Regions from separate parts of the Mus musculus genome. Here all the other regions are linked to region 2. A link is a contact called in public HiCAR-type and promoter capture Hi-C data. All regions are on one chromosome and are shown on one strand. The core of a region is the stretch at or near the end of the contact, and the rest is flanking DNA. Distances in the headings are between cores, read along the strand shown. Region 1 overlaps Psd3 (pleckstrin and Sec7 domain containing 3). Region 2 holds the start of Sh2d4a (SH2 domain containing 4A). Region 3 holds the start of Psd3 (pleckstrin and Sec7 domain containing 3). Region 4 overlaps Csgalnact1 (chondroitin sulfate N-acetylgalactosaminyltransferase 1). Region 5 overlaps Gm15991 (a long non-coding RNA gene).

What was found. Promoter capture Hi-C pulls out the DNA fragments that hold promoters and counts their contacts. HiCAR-type assays count read pairs that join an accessible place to other places.
Region 1: a HiCAR-type map of kidney shows a contact between it and region 2, with 3 times the contacts expected there. The contact joins the enhancer-like site here to the promoter of Sh2d4a in region 2. A contact is called at or near these places in 2 of 39 promoter capture datasets (liver and pre-B cells), 3 of 115 datasets of contacts at active chromatin or transcription factors (bone marrow-derived macrophages, cardiomyocytes and kidney) and 3 of 9 other capture datasets (adipose tissue, liver and pancreatic islet).
Region 3: a contact with region 2 is called in a promoter capture Hi-C map of liver. The contact joins the promoter of Psd3 here to the promoter of Sh2d4a in region 2. A contact is called at or near these places in 19 of 39 promoter capture datasets (the 3T3-L1 cell line, the C10 cell line, the HPC-7 cell line and 12 more), 2 of 15 datasets of contacts at CTCF or cohesin (both in the NIH/3T3 cell line), 6 of 484 Hi-C or Micro-C datasets (bone marrow-derived macrophages, cerebellum, embryonic stem cells and 3 more), 12 of 115 datasets of contacts at active chromatin or transcription factors (Th17 cells, bone marrow-derived macrophages, cardiomyocytes and 7 more) and 5 of 9 other capture datasets (adipose tissue, embryonic stem cells, liver and 2 more).
Region 4: a contact with region 2 is called in a promoter capture Hi-C map of hippocampal neurons, with 2.3 times the contacts expected there. The contact joins the enhancer-like site here to the promoter of Sh2d4a in region 2. A contact is called at or near these places in 4 of 39 promoter capture datasets (embryonic stem cells, hippocampal neurons, pre-B cells and 1 more), 1 of 484 Hi-C or Micro-C datasets (bone marrow-derived macrophages), 1 of 115 datasets of contacts at active chromatin or transcription factors (embryonic stem cells) and 1 of 9 other capture datasets (adipose tissue).
Region 5: a promoter capture Hi-C map of liver shows a contact between it and region 2. The contact joins the enhancer-like site here to the promoter of Sh2d4a in region 2. A contact is called at or near these places in 9 of 39 promoter capture datasets (the 3T3-L1 cell line, the C10 cell line, cranial neural crest and 4 more), 5 of 484 Hi-C or Micro-C datasets (bone marrow-derived macrophages, embryonic stem cells, urothelial organoids and 1 more), 12 of 115 datasets of contacts at active chromatin or transcription factors (bone marrow-derived dendritic cells, embryonic stem cells, fetal liver and 5 more) and 3 of 9 other capture datasets (adipose tissue, liver and macrophages).

What each region holds. Positions count from the first base shown.
Region 1 is chr8:67,954,950-67,957,649 of GRCm38.p6, forward strand. All of the region lies in intron 3 of Psd3 (pleckstrin and Sec7 domain containing 3), which reads right to left. Gm15991 (a long non-coding RNA gene) reads left to right here. Exons shown (of 7, transcript XR_003947558.1): 1 at 1-2,179. Among named protein-coding and RNA genes, the nearest start is that of Gm15991, 2.8 kb to the left of the region's middle. Within about 2 kb of position 1,447, at least 146 of the 459 cell types and tissues checked have an H3K27ac peak or open chromatin away from gene starts, as enhancers often do. A contact at or near this core is called in adipose tissue, bone marrow-derived macrophages, cardiomyocytes and 2 more, where this site is marked.
Region 2 is chr8:68,275,114-68,277,813 of GRCm38.p6, forward strand. It overlaps Sh2d4a (SH2 domain containing 4A), which reads left to right and starts at 1,415. Exons shown (of 9, transcript NM_028182.1): 1 at 1,415-1,759.
Region 3 is chr8:67,973,287-67,975,986 of GRCm38.p6, forward strand. Psd3 (pleckstrin and Sec7 domain containing 3) reads right to left here and starts at 1,288. Exons shown (of 16, transcript NM_177698.4): 1 at 847-1,288. The coding sequence starts at 877. All of the region lies in intron 3 of Gm15991 (a long non-coding RNA gene), which reads left to right.
Region 4 is chr8:68,686,673-68,689,372 of GRCm38.p6, forward strand. All of the region lies in intron 1 of Csgalnact1 (chondroitin sulfate N-acetylgalactosaminyltransferase 1), which reads right to left. Among named protein-coding and RNA genes, the nearest start is that of Csgalnact1, 47 kb to the right of the region's middle. Within about 2 kb of position 1,294, at least 20 of the 459 cell types and tissues checked have an H3K27ac peak or open chromatin away from gene starts, as enhancers often do. A contact at or near this core is called in hippocampal neurons, where this site is marked.
Region 5 is chr8:67,999,901-68,002,600 of GRCm38.p6, forward strand. The region is part of intron 4 of Gm15991 (a long non-coding RNA gene); the gene reads left to right. It also overlaps a transcript of Psd3 not described here. Among named protein-coding and RNA genes, the nearest start is that of Psd3, 27 kb to the left of the region's middle. Within about 2 kb of position 1,266, at least 6 of the 459 cell types and tissues checked have an H3K27ac peak or open chromatin away from gene starts, as enhancers often do. A contact at or near this core is called in bone marrow-derived dendritic cells and liver, where this site is marked.

The DNA.
Region 1 (2,700 bases), core at 197-2,696, 320 kb before region 2:
ACAACAACAACAAAAAATTGTATTGGTGTGTATATAAAAGATTGTTAGCAGCATTTCAACAAAGGGAAATGTTAGCCATTCGAGTTCTTTATTTAAGGCCACAACCCCCCTTGCCATAGCTTCTTAGCTCCACACCTTTATCATTTGAAGTTGTATTTGTTAAAAGACCACCTCGCCAATCATCACACCAAAATTTGGAAAGCCTGTGTAAATTATATTTTGTACAAAAAAATTAGTAGGGTCCACAATGGACACCCGGGTTCTTCCATGTATAACTGTCCTCACCACCCTCCCATTGGAAAGTGTATATCAGTAAGAGGGTGATCCCGGGGTCTCTGCAATGACCTTCAATTCCACAGTCCATCAACCTTCCAGTAAATGACTGACCACACTATTTCACAAATGCTGAACTTGCCAGGTGACTCCTACAAACCTGGATTCTGTATGCAACTCCTGTGACAGTTTTGGGGTTCAGTGAGTTAGATCTGTGTTTGAAGTCTAAAGTTACCTTGACCCAACCCCAACTGCCCCATATTGAAACACTGACCCAATCTTCCTTGTACTTTTTTCTTTCCCAAGATTTTTCTTATCTATTTTCCTATTATACTTCGAAGAATTACTCAGACCTCTGTGTAAACCATGAACAGATTAAACCTCACACTCTGCAAATTCATACACCAAAATTAAATTAGTTGGTAGGGATATTTCTACTTCACCAAATAAAAGACGGATTTCCACAAATCAATCAAGCTGTCCAAGATGAAGCTGCTCTTTATCCCCATGTTTATGCCCCCTTCTGCAACCCCCTACCGCACAGTGCTTTGTATAGGAAAGCCATGTTCCAGGAAGCCTCTGAAAGCTCAGGGCTGGGAGTCTGTCTGACAGCTAGGTGTTGAGGAGTGGCTAGCTGACTTTCCCTCTCTCTTATCAGCAGCTATCTCATTCTCCTACCCTTTACTAAGCCTCTGACACTCTTAGCAACCCGATTGTCCTTTTTTGATTTGTTTTTGTTTGTTTTTGCTTCATCTCATTTGTTACTTCTTCAATTATAATAGTTACTATTAATTTTATTTTCTCTTTGGGAGAGATTCTGTCTTTTCACAACTACACCCCTACTAAATAACTAAAGTAACATTCAAAATTAGGTTTCACTGTGAATTCTACAGGAGCGCCCTCTCCACAAATGCAATAACAAAATAAAACAAACAACTGAGCAAGAACTTTCAAATGGGAAAACAAACAAACAACAAAAACAAAAAAAAAACCGAAAAAGTACATAACTTCACTACTAAAACCACTTTAGAAATTTGTGGAGAGAATGGGAACTCCCTTTCCTGGAGAAAAAATATTCAGACCATAAAAAACTTAAGAGATTCCTGGAGCCACATCCAGCCACTACTAAACCAGGAGGCAGCAGTGAGCCCTGCCCCGAGTGACAGAAGAACAGTTCAGAGTCCCACAAGCCTCTAGGGACACTTAGTAAAGCCGAGATTTTTCACTCACCAGCTAGCAAACAGCACATGATGTTATTCTCTTCCTTTAATAACTATACATATGCAAATGCCTTTCTGCTTTTAGACTGGGGTGCTAGAACATTTCCTTAGGTTATACTTTAGCCAATTTCTTTATCACTGCTCTTTCAAGCTACATCTTCCCAAGCAGAAAGCACTAAGGAAAGAAAAAGGCTGAAGAAGAAAGAGCACAGCATTCCCTTTGAGAGGAAGGAGGAGGAAGGGCAAGAGGAAAGCAGAAAACCACAAATATCAACTTCAGGGGACTGAACAGAGAAGCACTTCCCTCAGGCATATCAGCTGCACACAGATGCAATTCACCTCTTCTACGGAACTCCTACCCTGAGAGAAAAATCTAAGAAACTGAAGTATAAAACAGATTTTTCACACAACGAAACATATTTGAGAGCAGTCTCTTATAGCTGAGAGAGCCAGGGAAGAAGCTGCTGACGTACTCCTGTATTTGCTGTCTCACTTCACCTCTGTCCAGACCCAGTTCAGCAGAAATGGACATTATTCACCATGGTTCCTGGTGACAAGGACAACACGTGTGGCTTGCAGTCTTCAGGTCAGACAGCACTTACTGGTCAGAGTTGTGGTCATCTCCTGATAGGCCTGCGAGAGAGAAACACCCAGACACAAAGGAACCCATGGGGACGTGTGTGACTGTAAGTCTCTAATTATCCTTTCTAATTCTGGAGCCATGTGACTGGACTTCACATAGCCTGCTGAACCCTGGGGGCCTGAGGCTCCCAACCTGGACCACTAAGGGAGGGGATGCTGTTCTTTGCCCCTTCATTAAAATATTGCATTACATAGCAGGGCTAGGTGAGCTATTTCCTGCTGACCAACCGACTGGCAGCTTCACGCTCAGCAGTCAGAGCATCCTGGAAGAATTTAACTATTCCTGTTCAAATGGGATCCAGGATCTCAGCAGACTTTGTTGTCTCTATATAATACTTTAAAATACACGCAGTATAATAAGTACTCAATGATCCTTCCTAACTAAATATTGAATATGAGAGATCAAGGGAATTTTCTTCGTTGACGTATATAAGAAAGTAGCTACTAAAACTAATTCAAAAACTGAAAGAGGAAAGGAATTTTTACTACAAGAGACTACTCCCAAACAATTACCCTCTCTCACACACACACACACACACACACACACACACACACACACACACAC
Region 2 (2,700 bases), core at 165-2,664:
ACACAGACCGATACCTGGTACAGCAATGGCCTGCATGCTTTGACCAGGATAATTGCTCATAGCCTCAATCCAGGTAAGGTGAGACACAAAAATTCATAGCCTTGGTATAAAGTAGGAACACGAATTTACAGTATCTGATGTGGAGTAATAGGAGCAAATGCATTTGAATATTGCGTGCCAGAAATGGTTCTGAACACTTTGTGCAAGAGCCTCTATCTATTCAATAGTCTCTGGCATGCAGTAAGTATCCAAACATATTAGGGCCAGCCATGCTCTGAGCACTTTGCATGCATTATCTCACTTGAGCCTCACAAGAATTGAATCAGCCAGGCACTGCTGATATCGTGAATGGCAAACTGTAAGGCTAAATGTAAGGGGGAGAGCTGTCATCAAGAAAGGCTTGTCAGGACTTGGAGACAGAATGAGTCTGGAGGAGGGTACCTAGTGATAGCATCAGTGTCCCATGGGCCCCTGAGCTGGCTGATAGCCAGCTTGTACAGCTCCTTAGTTTCCAGAGAGTGTGAGGACACGTGCTGAGCAGATACCACCAGTAGGCAGAGGAGGACAGAGCATTCTAAGGCACCTCATCTGGCCACCCAGTTCAGTACAGTGGAGAGTAAGCTTCGGGCCGGGAGTCCTTGCCTGAGTGGATCTCAAGCACAATTCCCAAATGGCTGAGTCGTGTTTCCTGAGAGTGTAGGGTGTAACTCCTGGCTGTAAGGTTTTCCAACTCAAGGGTTTTCTGCGGTTGTGAAAGCCTAAGATAAACAATGTTTGGGTCCAGCATGCCAGGCTCCTAAATCGATTGGACAGGGTGTATAAAGTCACACCGTGTTTCTTGTTTATAAGACTTCTCTCTAACCTCCACAGTCTGAGGTCCTGTGTCATCCCTCCGCACCTCTCAGCCCTGTTTTCTCCCCACATCCCTAACGTTCCTCACCCGTGGAAAAGGCTGGTCCACCTTTCCACTCGGCTCAGCTTTCCTCCCTCCCACGTATGCTTAGGCTTCATTGGTGCTCTGTGCCATCCGGGCCCTGATCTGTTAGTCACAGGGGACTTCCACCTTTTTCCCCCTTTCATGTTTCTCTCCCTGGCTGCCCCTGTCCCTAGTGCCTTCAGCCTGCAGCATTCCAGTCTTTCTCTTCCTTGATCATGCTCGGTAAAGCCACACCTGGAGTCACAAATGCTTCAGAGTTTGATAATTTACTTAATGTCAACAAAAGAGAAGGAAAAAGTAAGCTGTAGAATGCAGGGGCAGAACTACAGCCAACTTGGCCTGCAGGACCCAGGTTCCCAAATGGGCCTTGCCTGCCTCCGCAGGCTCCACCTACAAGTCAAATGTGGAAGGGGCCGGACTATTGTAATTAATAAGTCCCACAGACCCCCACTGAGGTGGTAAGGCAAACTACCCCAGACTGTAGACAGCGCTCTAGATTAACCAAGGACTAGTGGCCTTGCTGTCACTGGACCAAGGCAGCCAAGCTTGCCTACTGGCCCTGGAGCGCCTCCAGCACCCGGGTGGGGCCTTGAGGGAGCGCCCAGTCAGTCACCCCAGCATGTGGGCGCGGCGGGGCGGGCCAGGGCTGCGATCTGGACGCTGAGTGTCCTTCTGGTCCCGAGTGTTTGTCCAGACAGCCCGCGCGGCTGGGTCTCTGGGAGGCTGGGTCTCTGCTTGTCCTCCCTTCTCTTCCCGGACAGTTGCTGTAGGCAATCTGGAGGTGGCAGGTGCTTGGGTCACCTTGCTCCGGGTACTGAGCAGGTAGGTGACCGGGTCGGGTAAAACGCTGGAGCATGGAGCCAGGCAGAAGGGTGAGCGAGGAGTGGGAACCAGCAGGTGAGTCTCTAGAGCGAAGGGTAAAGCACAGAGGACAGGGACAGGAGGAGACCCTGGTTCCCGCGGTCAGGCTGTTCACCTGTCCCTCTGGTCCCTCCTCCACCGCGCGCAGGGCGAGCTCGGGTGCCCAGAGGAACCGACCGCCACAGCTGTGGGTGTCCGATGTCTCGTGTAGGGTGTCCAGTATCGGCAGCCGGGGCCGGGCGAGTGGCGGCCCTAAGAATAGAGGGCTTGTGATCATTATACTAAGAGTCTCCAGTGGGAGGAGAATCGGAGGCAACTTGGAGTCTTTCAGGGAAGTCATGGTGCCCGGGCGGTGTGCATGCACGCGTGGTGAGTGCTTACACTGGCCGGGGCAGGTGCAGCTGCGGAAGCAACCTGCGAGGGTCGGGGCCACGAAGCAGGTGCTGGGTGCCTGCAACAGTACCCACAAATCAGCGGAGGTCCAATCACTGGGCAGTGCCATGTGGTCTCTCCTGGCCCGGAGGTGACCTTCCAGACAGAGTCCTGAAACCTGTTTCAGCCCACGCAGAACTCTATTAGAGAGCTCCCCGCGCGGGGACACCCTCCCGCGGGCGCCCTCACGTGGTACAGAGAGCAGCGGGCTCGTCCCCTCCCTATGGTTCTGGGTCAAGGCTCAATCTAAAATCAGCCTAGCAAGAACTTTCCTCAACAAAAGTAAACCATCCGCAGCCACTCCTGCCCTGGGGGGTTCATGGGCCCTAGGTGGAGTCACTCACTGTTTGCAGATTTTCTCAATAGTGTTTCTCTTCACTATGGCCCTAGAGAAGCAGGGATAACCAGCTACATCTTGCTCAGTTCCCTGACAAGCTTCTCTTGTTTGTGGAACGAAACAATGTATTTAT
Region 3 (2,700 bases), core at 38-2,537, 300 kb before region 2:
AGGTTTCGTCCTGCAGACTGACACGAACAATTCCAAGCACATCAACATTGACCGGTCAACAGAACGTTGAAACTTGGTTTCTCTAGAGAGAGAAATAAATCTTAAAATACTATAAAATGTTTTTGACAGATAGGAAAGACACACTGAGAAATAAGAAGACAGTTGCTATAAACTTCCTGGAAAGGCTGTGATGACTTCAGCGTCAACTCCAATGAGAATATCCTGAAGTCACCCCCACCCCCTCCAGGCTACTTCAGTTCCTGGCTGTGCTTCGGACAAAAGCAGCTTGGGTTCTTTAAGAGAAACTCCTCCCCATCCCATCCAACACTAAACTAAGGAATAGCCTGTTTCCTTCTTTCTGCCTAAATCATGCAGCACAGAAAGGGTGCTTGTTTCTATAGGATGATAGAATGCCCTGTTCCTGGGAAACCTGCTTGGGGACGGGGAATGAAAGGAAGTAAAATTATAGGTAAGCATGATACTCTACTCTCCACTTACATTTTTTTTTAAAAATTAGAACATTCAGCATCAGACACTAAAACAAATATTAAAAGCTAAAGCCAAGTGAGGTACTGGGCAAAGGCGTTCAGAGGCCCCCGTTGCATCTTTCCGTTTTCTGGGCAATTAAAGAGTGCTTGGCAGGGATGCCCCAGAATGAATGCAGTCTGCTCTTTTCTATGGCAGGATTCAGCAGAACTTGGGCTAGCCCCCAGAAGTCTCCTACTGGGATGGCCGAAAGACAACACAAGCAGTCAATAATACAGACGGAAAATGTCACAGCAGCATTGCACAAGAGATAGATAATATATATTTGCCTGCATAGACCTACAAATAGAGGTTACTCACAGAGATTACTGTAGCTCCAGCAGTTACCCATTGATCATAGAAAATGCCCAGTTCATCAGTTTAACGCTTGAGAAAAGTTAACGAGAAAAGAAGCAAGCTAATGCAAAATGTGCTGTTCTAGTCAACTGGAAGCAAATTAGTTTCAAATTTCCTGGAGGCCCCTCTTGCCCTGCACTGCACACGGTGATGTAAATGGAAGCACTTTGAGCACTTGGAACCAGAGCTGAGCCGAGCCCAGGAACTGCCGCCTCAGCCCCTCACAAAGGCAGAGCAGCCCGCTCTCCTGCTGTGCTCAGCCTCGGTCGCTCTCTACCTTGGTAGCTTACCGAAGACAGCCACTGTGGGGCTTTTCTATAATTGTCAAAACTACTTCCAAGGAGATAACTGAGATGTCGGGAGTTAGCTTTAATGTAACCATTCCCCCAGTGCAGCAGCAGGAAGCCGGCAGAGGCTCTGAGAGGATCGTACCATCCTGGGTGACATCAGAGGTGGGGCTGTCATCCTAGTATTATGCAGCATTTTCTCTGATGCTGGAATGACACACATGAACCGAGATGGGCCGGTTCCCTTTAAAAGCATTTAATTCTCACGCTGTTCCGACGGAAGAGGCAAATGCAAAAACACTGCCCAAAAGCTGCTTCCATGTCAATCCAGAGCTGACAGTCTTTATCTCACTTGTAAGTGCTGCTGCCACACAGTCATTTTACTAATGATTACATTACTGTTCCTGTGACAAATTAATATTTCACAGTAATTGATAGTAATTGGAAACGTCCCATGAAAAGATTCAAAGATGTTGTGATCCAGTTTTAAAAGCAATGGGATAAACTTTCACATCACCTACAGTACTTTGGATGCATGCAATACTTTTCAAGCAATCTCAGTAAAAGCACTCCTTTTGTAAATAATAATATAAAATTAATACATAGTTAGTAACATAACACTGACTCTTGGACTTGATATAAATATTAAAAATAAATCTTGGGTGGAGAGTGTCCATTTGTGCTACAGCGCCTACCTAACCCTGAGTTTGATTCCCCAACACTGGAAAAAATAAAAAGTAAGTAACTCATCTTCAGTATCATTAATATTGCAATCAGCATGAGAAACACAGACACTTCAAAAAACTTTCCTATTTCATACACTCAGTAACCAGCAACCAAGAGCCAGAAAATGTGCTCACTTTAATTTATAAAAAATATTAATTTATAAATTTTATTTTAATTTATAAAAAATGAATGGCCACTTTTATAAATAATATAATTAGGTTAGAAAATGTGTAGTAATATGCTAGACACTGCACTAAGAAGTTTCATTTTGTGAATCCTTCTATCCCCCAGAAGTCTCTACAATAGCTACTATTATGAACCCATTTTATTGATGAGACTACTAAAATACAAAAGAGGTGTGAGTCTTGTCAGATCAGATGAGTAAAAGAGGCACCACTGGAAGGGACTCAAACTCAGACACTACGGCTCGAAAGCTCAGCCTCTGTACCACCAAGCTACACTTCCCACAAGTCTGCATGCCAAGAAAGAATTCTGAAAGAAATGTTCAGGGTTTGAAACTACAACAAACCAAGTAGGCCCATCTCTCAAGAAGACCAATTCATACGCAGGGGACAAAGATCAGATGGTGTATCTAGGGACAGCAGACTTGGTGACAGAAATGAAGCTGAGAAGTCCAGCTTGACAGCTGGCAGCTTGTCTTACTTGGGGAAAGGCTTAAAATCTCCCAGCTTTAGTTTATTAACCTCCAAGCTGTGGATGTTTAGCTTCTTGATTAGTAAACGCTGTGGTGAAGGCACAGGATCCGGACTTGTAATCTAGACTCCGTTACCTTCCAATTGTGTCA
Region 4 (2,700 bases), core at 44-2,543, 410 kb after region 2:
CTTAAAATATTAAAAACCTCAGAGAAAGCTATAAATTAATGTAATTGTCTCTGTCATTCTATAAAATGCATAATTGAAAATTAACACAGCTTGACTATATCTAGGGACTGGGCAGAGTTTATAGTCCATGTACTAGGAAATAATTACCATTCAGTAAGGCTGTGGCAGCCTAACCTCTGGTTTGCTTTATAGCACTTACCATGAGGCAGTAAGAGCATCTCTAAGAAGGATGGGTCCCTTAAAAGACAAGGATCAGTTTAAGGATTATGTACTTGGAGACAGGAAACACACCAAGTTTACCACCAAGACTTCTCCAGAGGAAGGAGGGAGAGCAAACAGTCCGGTTATCTGGGATATTTTATTCCTTTTGTTTTAAAATAATCTGAAGCAGAAAGGACTTAACACAAGTATTTATTAAGTTCAGGAAGGGGGAGGTGAGTGCCTGTTGTCTTTCTCTCTGTGCTTTTCTGTAGGAAAAAAATATCCAAGAAGAGAGAGCATGTTTTGAAGGAGGGAGATGCTTCATTTAACATTTCTTGTAAAATGTGTTAAATCGGGTAGGAGGCCTATAATTACTTCTTCACAGTGCAGTTTGCCAGTTTGAGAAGCAATTCTCCTGAACTCATCCTCAGACTTTGTTCTGTTTTATTAATACTGGAGAACCAACTGGAGTGCTGTTAAATGCTTTCCAGGTTGCCCAATGCATAGATCCCTCCCTTATTCTGTTTCTATGCTCTCAGGTAGAATATGGTTCCTGGAAATAGTAGTTATTATAATAGATAGAGAGAAATATCGTCTTAGTCCCAGAGGACTTTAAGGAAAACTGGCTCTGTAGCCTCTGCTTCTTTCAGCAACTGCCAGTGTCCAATAGGTTGAGACCAGACTTTATGTAGTCCTTTTCCTTCTTAATGTCTGTTTTATAGCATAAACATGTCCCAGAAGCTAACCGAACTTTAGGTTCTTATAGCCCTGTAAAGGATAGCTGACAGTCCTCACATTTAGTCTAATCCCAATACGAGGTAAATTGTCATCTGGTAACACAGCTGAGTTGTATTCCAGGGAATAAAAAAAGAGGTGGGAACTGTTTTTGGAAACTCATATTTTTACCCAAATGTGTTTATCAATCAATTTTATAGCAGTCATAGATATTTCTCTCTTTCACAAAGGTGTGTCAGAGAAGAAGTAGAGAAAGAATTCTAAGCAACTCAGTAATAAATTGCACAAGAGATGGCTACTGTGATGAAATCCAGTAGATTGGATCCTGTGTGCTGATTGACAAGAAGTGGTGTGTGCTGTGGCTTCTATTTAAAGAAATGAACACTGCCAAATAAAGCTAAACCTTATCTGGAAGCTTTTACAGCATAAACCCCAAATCAGCAATACTAGCACACTTAAAAATTCATATTTTTTCAGAATCTTAATTGCTGAATGTGTCATAAGCTATAAAAAGAATGAACATGGAAGAAAAAATACTGCCTACCACCCTGCAGATTAAATGGCTGATTGCAGGGTCCTGGCAGGCTTCTTGGGGCTGATTCTGTGTGGACCACACTGAGTGCTTGGAGGCCAGGCTAACACACTGCCATGGCCACAGGCATTACTCTCTTGTTCCTTGCTGTGAGATATAATATTCCTCAATCTAGAAAAGGATAAATTAACCATGTATAGTGTCATTGATCTCCCAGATGCTATCATGAGACTCACTTTCCCAAAACCTTGTCTCTGAACCCTGATGGAGGTACTAGCCCCCAGGACAGGGAGCAAGCTATGAGCACAAGGACAGAGCACACGGTGTTGAAGTTAGGATCAAAACTCACAAGTCCAAGACCAAAACTCATGCTTCTTCATGCATTCTCTACTTACACAAGGGGCGCCATGCCTAAAGGTTGTATTTGTTGTAGTGTGATGTTTGGATAGATGCAAACAATTGTAAGTTTATATTATGTGTGTGCATGCACATGTGCACATGCCTGCACAGGTCCTCACACACATGTATGTATGCATGTGTATAAGCCAGAGGTGAATAGTAAGCAACTATTCGCTTCAATTTTTGAGACAGCATCTCTCTCTAAACCTCGAGTTCTCAAATTTGCAAATTTGAGGTTAAGCTGGTCATTTGTCTTTTTGTACATTTATTATTTCTCTGTGGAGAGGACATTCAGAATTCTGTAATCCTGTGAGGTTGCCAAGGAGCAGGGGGCAAGTTAATGCTGAGACCTGCCCTCTATTATACTTGAGGCAAAATTGTCAGCCTCATGAATAGTCAGCTCACTGTTTGCCCAGCTTTGCTCACTGTGAAGCTGGGGAGGAAGCCCTTTCCAGCTCTTTCTGTCCACATCTCCAAATGTAAGTTAAAGTTTCTCTTTATTGTTTTACCCGTCTCTCAACCAGCAACCATCCTGCTTATCTACAAATATCAAAAGCCATCTTAAAGAGTACCCATCTGGGAGAGGGCTCAGTGGATAAAGTACTTGGGACACAAGCATAAGGCTCTGAGCTCAGATGCCCAGATCTGTGTACAAAGCCACGTGCATCAGTGAACATTTATAATCCTATAGCTAGGGAAGCAGAGATAGGAGGCTCACCAGCCAGAAATTTTTGATTCTAATCCAGGGTTTCTACCCTGCCTTTGATGGTTTGGTTCCTGGATAAAAGACACACACACAACCTTTATATTACAATAAGCCATAATCAGCACTA
Region 5 (2,700 bases), core at 16-2,515, 280 kb before region 2:
GAAAGTCTAACTCCAAAGCACAAGTTCTCACCTCTTCCTGTCTCCCAAAAGACACCTCCACCACCACTTTTCTGTAGACTCGGATAAGTGCTCTGAAACTCTTAAGACTGTGTATCTCACACTCTCTCTAAGGAAAGTGTATTCAGAAATGTGCTGCTCCCATGCACTGAAAGGCCAAGCTTTGGGGTCAGGAAATTGTAACTGAAAGGAAATTATTTCAGATGCCACCCCTTGAGAATGGGGATAACAGAGGCAATTTATGGGATTTCCCTGAGGATCAAATAAGATACAATATTCAAAGTGCATAGTATAGTATTGGAATGCTAAGGAAGTCAGTCGGTAGGATTACTGATACAGGTACTAATATTAGTTCTATTTGTTCTAAGCTGTTTGGAAGACTGTTGCTTCTAATTATAGAATGTGACAGTAATTTTCAAGTGAGAGCTCTCTTAAGATTACATTGTCTAAAAAAATTTGTGGAATTGACTCTCCATAACATATGATGGTAGCCAAAAATAAAGTATAGTTATACAGAATGATGGTAAATGTGGAAAATAAAATCTTAACAACAAGTAGTTAATTCTTGAAACTTGAAGTATGGGAAGCTGAAAATTCTTCAAAAAACAGACTTGAAATTACCTAGAGCAAGCTGTAGGAACTATATCCAACTCTAGTTTTGGGAAGACAGCTCTAGAGAACAGTTGGAGCACACAGGCTTCACAGGGGTAAGCAGGAAGTGATGTAGGTAAGTACAGGATGCAGAAATAAGTAGGACCACACATCTTTTACCTAGAAGACAATGTTTAAGACACTTACTAGAATCCGGAGTTTTCTCTTCTGACTTGCCAAACAGAAATTCGTACTTTGCCTTGGCAACACTCTGAGAATGTGCTGATGCACTGTTAACCCAAACAAACGGCTCTGCCTGCAAAATGAGAACCAAACGAAGACATTATCACAAATACAGCATAACAAGTAATGACAAAACAAATTACCCAAGAAGGGAATGATTACACCACCGCGGTAAATATGCTTGATACACTACTATATAATCACTCAAAATTAATCAAACAAAAAATCAGAATATAATCAGGACACACGATTTCATCAATGAGATCCAGCCAGAAAATAGTATACATGTCATGTCTATGGGGGTGGGGGAACACCACACACAAAGCCTGCCATGACTCAGTAACGTGCTTGCCATGTAAGCACAATGACCTGAGTCCAATATCTGGAACATATGTTGAAATCAACAAACAAACATGAGAGCTATCAGTCTGTAACTCCAGCCCTGGGAAGGCCGGCTGGCCATGCCTACTCAGTGAACTCCAGACCAATGAGACTCTGTTTCAAACAAAGTGACTGGCTCCTCAGGAATGATACCAAGGGGTAACCTCTGGCTTGCACACACACACTCACATATATGCACCCACATGAACAGGCTCTCACATGCATGCATACACACACAGTAAGTTTATGCTAGCTTTTAGCTATTAAAAACCTTATTTTATTTTCTGCATGATTAACTTCAAGTAATTCTTTCTATGTGTTTGGTTGAGCCACACCAAAGAGAAAGTAGCCTTTCTCCAAAACTTACCATATCTGTACATCAGAAATACCACTCAGCTAGTCAAGGAGTATACCGAACTGTAAGTAATTCCATTGATACAATCTGTCTTAAATTTGAGCATCTGCCCAGATTCTTAAAAGGCTGCTATTTAAAGAAAAACTACAGGGGTAAAATTGGTTCACATCATAATTCCTAAGACTTCCTTCCTGACTGCTTTTAGACAAGTATTGAAATTTGAGTGGTTCCCATTTCTGGCCTAGAATTAAGTAATAGATGAAATTTGATCTATGCCCACCGTGCAGTCATCCCCTTGCCTCTACTGTGAATGAACACATCCAAGATATGATATTATCTACACTGGGTTCTGTCTTGACTACAAAACATCTACTCTCATGTAGGACTCTTCTCTGGGCAACGCTGACATCAAGGGTTCTGTGAACAATCAAGTAACCACTCGAAACAAGGGTACCTCAGACTTCCTGCCTGTGAAGCAGAAATGTCTGTCGGTGACAGAAGGACCAATTACAACTCCAGCACCCTACAACAGCCAAGTACAGCATGTGGTGTCATCCCTGGTGCTCTCCCCTGGCTCTTCTATGCCACTATCAAAAGGTTAACTTGCAGAAGTTTGAGACAGCATTCCTTAAAATACTTCTGCAATCATTTATTTTTTATAATGTATAAAATTCATCTCTGGAAATTCTTCTTAGTGTAGTGTGTTTAACAAGTACAGATTAATTAACCTTTTCCCCAACAGAGAGAAAATAATGATAATCTGTGTATGTAGAGAGCTCTGGCTAATAAAAGGAACTCTCCCAGGAATTCCCAAAGAAGGTGACCTAATTTGGGGAAGATGCTTATGTAGGGTTTTCTGAGGAAGTGATCGCTGCAGAAACGAGAAACACGAGATGCTTGGAAGGTCAGAAACATGTACTATGCAGAGGGACAATGACCCATACCTACACTGAGAGCAGGCCAAGCAGCTCAGAAGAACATGTAAGGGGCCCATTTCAGAGCAGACAGAGAGCAACAGGGCTCTCAGAAGCAATAGCAAACCAGCATGGGGTACCTGGGGAGTGAGGCCTCATTTTAATCAGAACTTGAAAGAAAGCCATCAAAACATTTTG